Linked DNA regions of Macaca mulatta: region 1 is linked to region 2. The links are chromatin contacts, called in public Hi-C maps. All regions are on one chromosome and are shown on one strand. Each heading gives the region's core, a stretch centred on a gene start, on an enhancer-like site or on the middle of the called end of the contact. The rest is flanking DNA. Distances are from core to core; before and after follow the strand shown.

Region 1 (3,370 bases), core at 672-3,171, 360 kb before region 2:
CTGCCATTCTTCTTTTTTCTGTTATGAAAAACTCAACAGCAAAGAATTTTTATTTTTATTTCTTTTTATAAAAGAAATCAACTCTACTTTTGTTCTAAATCTCATGGGACCAGTTATTTTCACCCAAATCGCCAACCAGGTACACACGCTGCTTAACTGTTAACCTCCTTGTTTCTTAGAAGAGGCTTATTGCCATGGTCCAACTATGTTTTAAATTAAGGCACAGCCGTCACATGCCAAGCTCTAGCTACTGTTTTCAGGAGGAAAGGGCAATTATTCACCCCATCTGAGTGTGACTGTGCCAGACATCATTCAAAAGTGCACCACCCTGATCCCTAGACTCTTCCCCTTTATGCACCCAGTTCAGAGACCCTCCCCTCGGCCATTAGACCATCTGAGCTAAATATAGATCTACACACACCAGCAGTTCCTGATCGTCGTCACATGGTGCTGCTGACGAAGGACTCCTTGGAGACGCGTTCGGTCCAAACACATACACAAATTTGTGTGCATATTCATCGATATACACCATATCCACCGAATTCATCAGGGAGGATGGACACATACATCTACATTCCGAAGAGAAAATCGCAGTCTAGACAATCTCCTTGTGTTATGTGCCACACTTGTGCCACCCTCGGCAGTGTCAGAGGACTAAGCTACGTTGCTTTTTCCTGAACTGCGCCGATTTGGTTGGGGCAAGACAGCAAGCCGTATTGAAATGGTACGTCCATGCACACACACAATGGCGCGCGCACCCCAGCCCCCGTCTCGCCCTTCTCCCTGGTGCAGCACTAAAGTTGTTTTTCACAGCTCCCTTAGAAAGAGCCTCCCTCAAGCTGATCGCCCGCGAGGCTCCCAGATACCTCTAGCTCACCTTAGATTCCCCAGGCAGGTGACCCGAGGCTATTCAACTGAGCTCTGGCAAAAGCAATACGACTCAGTGTCTCCCAAGTTTGCCAGGTGAACACCGAAGGATGACAGAACATCACCTTGTCGGTGAGGAGTATGTGACTTCTGTTCCCTTGTCCCTTCCTACGAGTCAGACTTTAGATTACATGGCACTGACAACAAAAATCAACAGCTCCCCCTACACACACACACACACACACACACACACACACACACACACACAAACTAGTTAAGAAGTGGAAGAATCAACCTAGGTATGCACACGAAGGAAAGAAGGGATGAAAAAAATGATGGACGCGACTACAACTCAAGACAAATCCTCAAAAACCACCGATCTCGAGACAGAAGGCCTGGCTGCAGGATCAGGGAGAAAGAGGGAAGGCACAACCCAACCCAAGCCCGTCCCTACCCGGGTTCCAGTGGCTCGGCCACGCACCTGTTGGGGCCGCGGCAGTCCCAGGTGCCCGCAGCGGCCGGGCAGGGGCCCTCCCCCGGTCCCGGGCTGAAACCCGGCTCTTGGTGCCCGCGTTCGCGCTCACTCGCCTCGGGATCTCCCACCGCCTCAGAGCGCACCCAGCCGGTGCAGTCTCTGAGCCCTGCTCGCTCCCCGCGCGGCCCCGGGATCTCCAGGGAGAGCGCAGCGCTCAGCAGGGTCCCGAGTTCCCGCTACCGGGCTGTGGTCCCCCCGCCGGGAGAAAATCCCAGCCAGGGAACAACCTACCTGCAGGTGGACTCTGAGTCCTCCGCCTCTCGGCTGCGTGCCGCGCGCCCACAAATGCGACCAAAGGACAGGGAGCGAAAGCGCGCGGGAAGAAGAAAAACAAAATCTGCCTAACCAGTCGGGTTCCTTGTTTATACTGAAACTACGGTAGCAGCCGCCGCGCACGCCCCCTTTGCTCGAGCTCCGGTCTCCTGCTGCCAGCCCCGCCCCCCGCCGCCAGCCCCGCCCCACCCCGGCAGGCGCGGGCCAATCACCGCACAACTCACCGCCCACGCCGCCGCCGCCGCCGACCCGGCAGGCGAGTCCCAGTGAGCCTTAGACTCCCGCAGCGCGTGGACCTGGGTGCCCTCCCACTCGGCAGAGGGCCGCGGAGCCCAGCGCAGCGGTGTTTAACAGAGCTGGTCGGGCTGGCTCCGACTGTGAGCGTTTCCTCTTGAGTGCACCCGCCCCGGGCTGTTGTGCAGTTGTGAGTGTGTGTGTGTTCATTCACCTGTATACTATCTGTAAATACCGGCCCGACTCGTTACACAGTATCTATTAACATAATCGTGAGCTAAAGGTTACTGTCCATGTAACTTTCAGAAGAGAGCGGAGAGGAACCACAGAACATTTGCTCAGCAAATACCACGTAGATCCTGGTGCTAAGCACTGTGCAAAACGCTGGGGGCACACTGTTGGCAAAGTAGGCTGGTCCCTGCCATTGTGAAGCTTACATAGTCTAGTGGAGGACATACATTCAGCAAATAACCACCCAAACAAAATGTAGCATTACAGCTCCTAGAAGTTCCACGGAGAGGAACCTGTTCCGTGAAACATGATTCCGGAGGCAAAGCAGGGAGGCTAGTCCTCAGTGAGGGCTGTGTTGTCATGGTAACCACATACTCCATCACGGGATATTTGATAACTATTTCAGAAAAAAAGTAAAAACCTCAGTACTTCACTTTGTACACATAAAAGGAGGCCAGAGGGAAGTAATGATGGAAACAAGGGAAGAGAGAGACCTATGGAAAGAAAAAAAATTACAGAATTAGGAGACTTACCAACTGTATGTCTTGAGTAAGTGATACAGCTTTACCGAGTTCCGGTTTTCTCATATATAAAACAACACTATTCATACCTGTCCTATACTACTATAATTAAGATTACTGAGGGGGAGGAATCCTTTTCCCTCCTGCTCCATGGGCCCCTCCCCCTCTCCTTCCTGGGGTGGAGTCTCATTTTGACACTCACTTTGTCCGTTCTTAGGAGATTCCTCCTTCATTTTCTTCACTTATGCCTCCGTTTACTTTTCTTCCTCTTTATATACTCCTTCCCTCCTTTCTGTAAATAGGACTCCCCTGATTCAGTAATTCACTCTAACCTAGCTAAGCCTTTGACTTAACCATAGCTTCTCTGCAGTTTAAATGAGAAGCCATAAGGCCAACGAAGTTTGGTGGGCCAGCCATGCAGAGTGAAACACAGAGGCTGGGTGGCCCTGCCTTGCTGTTGTGGTTGTGCTGGTTGGTTGATTTTTCAAGCTCAGTTTTGCCATCCTGGTTCTGTAGCAAATGAGCCATATGACATTGGGCCAGTCACTTACACTCTTGACATCACTGGTCCTGTAGCAAGAAATTAAGAGTTCCGGGGGATTGCTGGCAAGATGGCTGAATAGGAACAGCTGTGGTCTGCAGCTCCCAGCGAGATCGAGGCAGAAGACAGGTGATTTCTGCATTTCCAACTGAGGTACCCAGTTCATCT
Region 2 (3,431 bases), core at 209-2,708:
AAAAAAAAAAAAAGTCCCTAATAAGTCCTTGGACAGAAAGCCCACACAAAGGAGATCAGTAATTGGTGGCTCATTTAGTCCAGCCTACAAAAAGACGCTTCCAGAAAGTGTGTTTCTTACCCAATTCTCACTGGTGGAAATGTTTTTGCAAAGTGATTGAGCACTGAAAAGAGATCTCAAATATTCTTTCTAAAAATTAATTTACCTTTTATTTTGAGATAGAGTCTCATTCTGTCACCCAGAATGAAGTGCAGTGGCTCAATCATGACTCACCGCAGCCTTGATCTCTCAAGCTCAAGCAGTCCTCCCACCTTAGCCTCCCAATTAACTGGGACCAGAGGCATGCACCACCATGCCTGGCTAATTTTTTTTTAATTTTTTGTAGAGATGGTGTCTCAATATGTTGCCCAGGCTGGTCTCCAACTCCTGGGCCAAGTGATCCTCTCACCTCAGTCTGCCAAAGTGCTGAGCACTTTTGACTGCAGGTGTGAGCCACCACAACCAACCAAATCCATATGTCCTATACTCCTTTTTTCAAGGGAGAGTTTACCTCTGAAAGATTTTACAATGCTGTTAATTCCCATTAAATTTAATTTAGAGAAACAGAAATAAATCTATTCTATCTCTACTGTGTCCATTTCTGTTATGTAATGCTTGTAACTAAGATTTACATTTTTAAAACAGCAAATATCTGACACTTCATTAAATTGGAACAGTCATGTGCAAGAGAATTGCTTAAGTACTGAATTATAAAATTAAGAAATTCAGAAATTGAATCTCTAAGATAGCAATATTATGAAATTTTATTTCGGGTACTATTTGTTCCTTTATATATGTATGTGTCTGTGTTTGGGTGTGGTTTTCACTCTCAGCCAGATACCCCCAGACAGAGGCCAGGTAGGTTTGATGAATGGTCAAATACAGTTGAAAGCTAAGAGCCGTTTAAAGGAATGATGTTTCCATAAAGCATCTCCATTTGATACCTGCGACTTGCACCTCACAGACACAATGGATGATTTCTTACTCATTGGTAGATGTCAAGACTAGACCTATCACATTACTAACAATTTGGAAGTCTCTTACACTTGAATCAATGAGTTCCCAAAGTGCACACTACTTGGATGCTTTCTTAGACAGTTTAGCCAGCCAATTCTAGGATTTCTAGACAAAATATGAATTTCCATTAGGTCTTCATTGCTTTAGTAGACTAGTATTGATAAATATACACTGGATACAGTGGTGTTCCCTCCAGGCAAAGTATGGCATTCACATTCTTTTTTAAAAACTGCATAATTTTAAAACATCAGCCAAAGGAAAAAACATACCACCAAATAAATGATAAAATTACAGTGTTTTCTTGTAGTCCATGAATACTGAAAATTTCAATTAACCAAGTGAAAAGCCATTGAATGTGCCAGCAGGATTTATATCCCAGACTAATGACCATCATCTGCATCCTATTTAGCTAATGAAGGCTTGGAACACTTGTGGATAATTAAGGGAAAGCTGATGGGAGGAAATTCAGACTACTGAAAGATCAAATCTATTTATGTCTGCATTTAAAACTAAACATATCTAATAGTTCACTCAATCAAGGCATAATGTCTGTTCATCTGGGATAAGATAGATGCTCAGAAGTTAAGTAGCTTGGTTAGCTCCCCAAACTCCAAATTCATTCCTCATTCATTCATCCAATACCCATCTATTGAATACCTACCACGTGCCTCTTCCCTTGTGAATCAACATGACAGTACCATGATCCCCCCAGTGTTTTTCCCACGACTTCACCTTTTCCACCTTCATTAAATGTACTGCTCTGGTTTTCACTTTACCCATGTAACTATTGTCCGCCTATCATAACAGACATGGCATGGCTGCAATCCAGGGGCATGATGGGAAATACAGGGTGCGCAGTGAACACCCGCCTTTTTCTCAGACCTGGCAGAGAAGGAGCAGGCCCCAGTCTGATTAATAGATGGGTGTTCATGTGAGGAAGACTAAGGATGTTAGAAAAAAGATAAAAACCTGGCATTCAGAAGTAGCCAGAACAGGAACCAAGCTCAGAGCAGCTCTACAGAATTTCACAGAATAGTTTACCAGTCATCTCATCCAACTGGTATTTTCTCATTCAGGGAGCACCTTAAAACCCCCTCTCTGGACCCCTACCAAAATCCCTGATTCATTTGTGTTTAGCAAAGGTGGCGCTTCAAGAACCTGCAATCCTAGGATCTGTTCCTATGCTGAAAAATGGCAAACATCAGTGGCAGGCATGTTGTGACAGCTCAATCTTCGGGGCACACATTTATGCCTACAGAATCCCTTCCATATGCGAAAGGAAGCTCAGGTGGAAAAACATCAGCACATCAGAGCCTACCTATGTCCAGCTGGGCACAGCTTAAAGCCAAAGGAGCTCAAACTTCAGAGGCATAAGAATCACCTGGAGAGCTTATTAAACCACAGATTGCTAAGCCCCTCCTCCAGAGGTTCCAACTTAGAAGGGATGCGGTGAAGCCAAAGGATTTGCATTTCTAACACATTTCTAGGTACAGCTGATGCTCCCAGTCCTGGAACCTTACTTTGAGAACCAGTAGTCTAAGCTATACCCAAAGCAAGTTAACACCAATGATAACTATGCCTCACAAAAGAAGAAAATGTCTCTGGAATTTCCAGAGCATAATTTTAATTAGTAACAATCCTAATACCTCCTGACATTTATCATTTATATAATACTTTCCATTTCTAAAGTCCCTTGACACACGGGTTTTTTTGTTTGCTTGTTTCTGGTTTTTTTGTTTGTTTGTTTTTGTTTTTTTGTTTTGTTTTGTTTTGTTTTTTGAGATGGAGTCTTGCTCTCGTCACCCAGGCTGGAGTGCAATGGTGCGATCTTGGTTCACTGCAACCTCCTCCTCCCGGGTTCAAGTGATTATCCTGCCTCAGCATCCTGAGTAGCTGGAATTACAAGCACCCACTACCATGCCAGGCTAATTTTTGTATTTTTAACAGAGAAGGGGTTTCACCATGTTGCCCAAGCTGATCTCAAACTCCTGACCTCAGGTGATCAGCCCACCTCGGCCTCCCAAAATGCTGGGATTATAGACCTAAGCCACCGCGCCCAGCCAGACACATGTTGTTAAACTTGAACTTCCAAACAATCCTATAAAGTAGTTATTAATCTCATTTTAGGACACTAAGAAACAGAGAGATTAAGTGACTTGCCCAAATTTTCTTAACTAATATGTGCCTCTGACCCTGGCAAAGAGGTTCCTGAAAGACCAGCAGGACACTAAGCTCTGGGACTAGGGGACGAGAAGCTGTCAAAACACATTTCACGCACTTCACAACAGTGTTTGAATGTGGCCAATTAGTGCCAGGAGCAGAGAGCAGAGCAACAAAGAGCCTCAAAGAAGACACAACAAAAAGCAACATATTTG

The links. A called contact is a pair of places that touch in the nucleus more often than the background predicts.
Region 1: a contact with region 2 is called in a Hi-C map of fetal cortex germinal zone, with 3 times the contacts expected there. The contact joins the promoter of RASGEF1B here to the enhancer-like site in region 2. A contact is called at or near these places in 8 of 14 Hi-C or Micro-C datasets (CD4 T cells, blood, cortical neurons and 4 more).

The regions. Positions count from the first base shown.
Region 1 is chr5:52,316,572-52,319,941 of T2T-MMU8v2.0, reverse strand. It overlaps RASGEF1B (RasGEF domain family member 1B), which reads right to left and starts at 1,921. Exons shown (of 14, transcript XM_078002636.1): 1 at 1,900-1,921.
Region 2 is chr5:51,951,443-51,954,873 of T2T-MMU8v2.0, reverse strand. No RefSeq gene overlaps it. Among named protein-coding and RNA genes, the nearest start is that of RASGEF1B, 360 kb to the left of the region's middle. Within about 2 kb of position 1,458, at least 1 of the 40 cell types and tissues checked has an H3K27ac peak or open chromatin away from gene starts, as enhancers often do. A contact at or near this core is called in fetal cortex germinal zone, where this site is marked.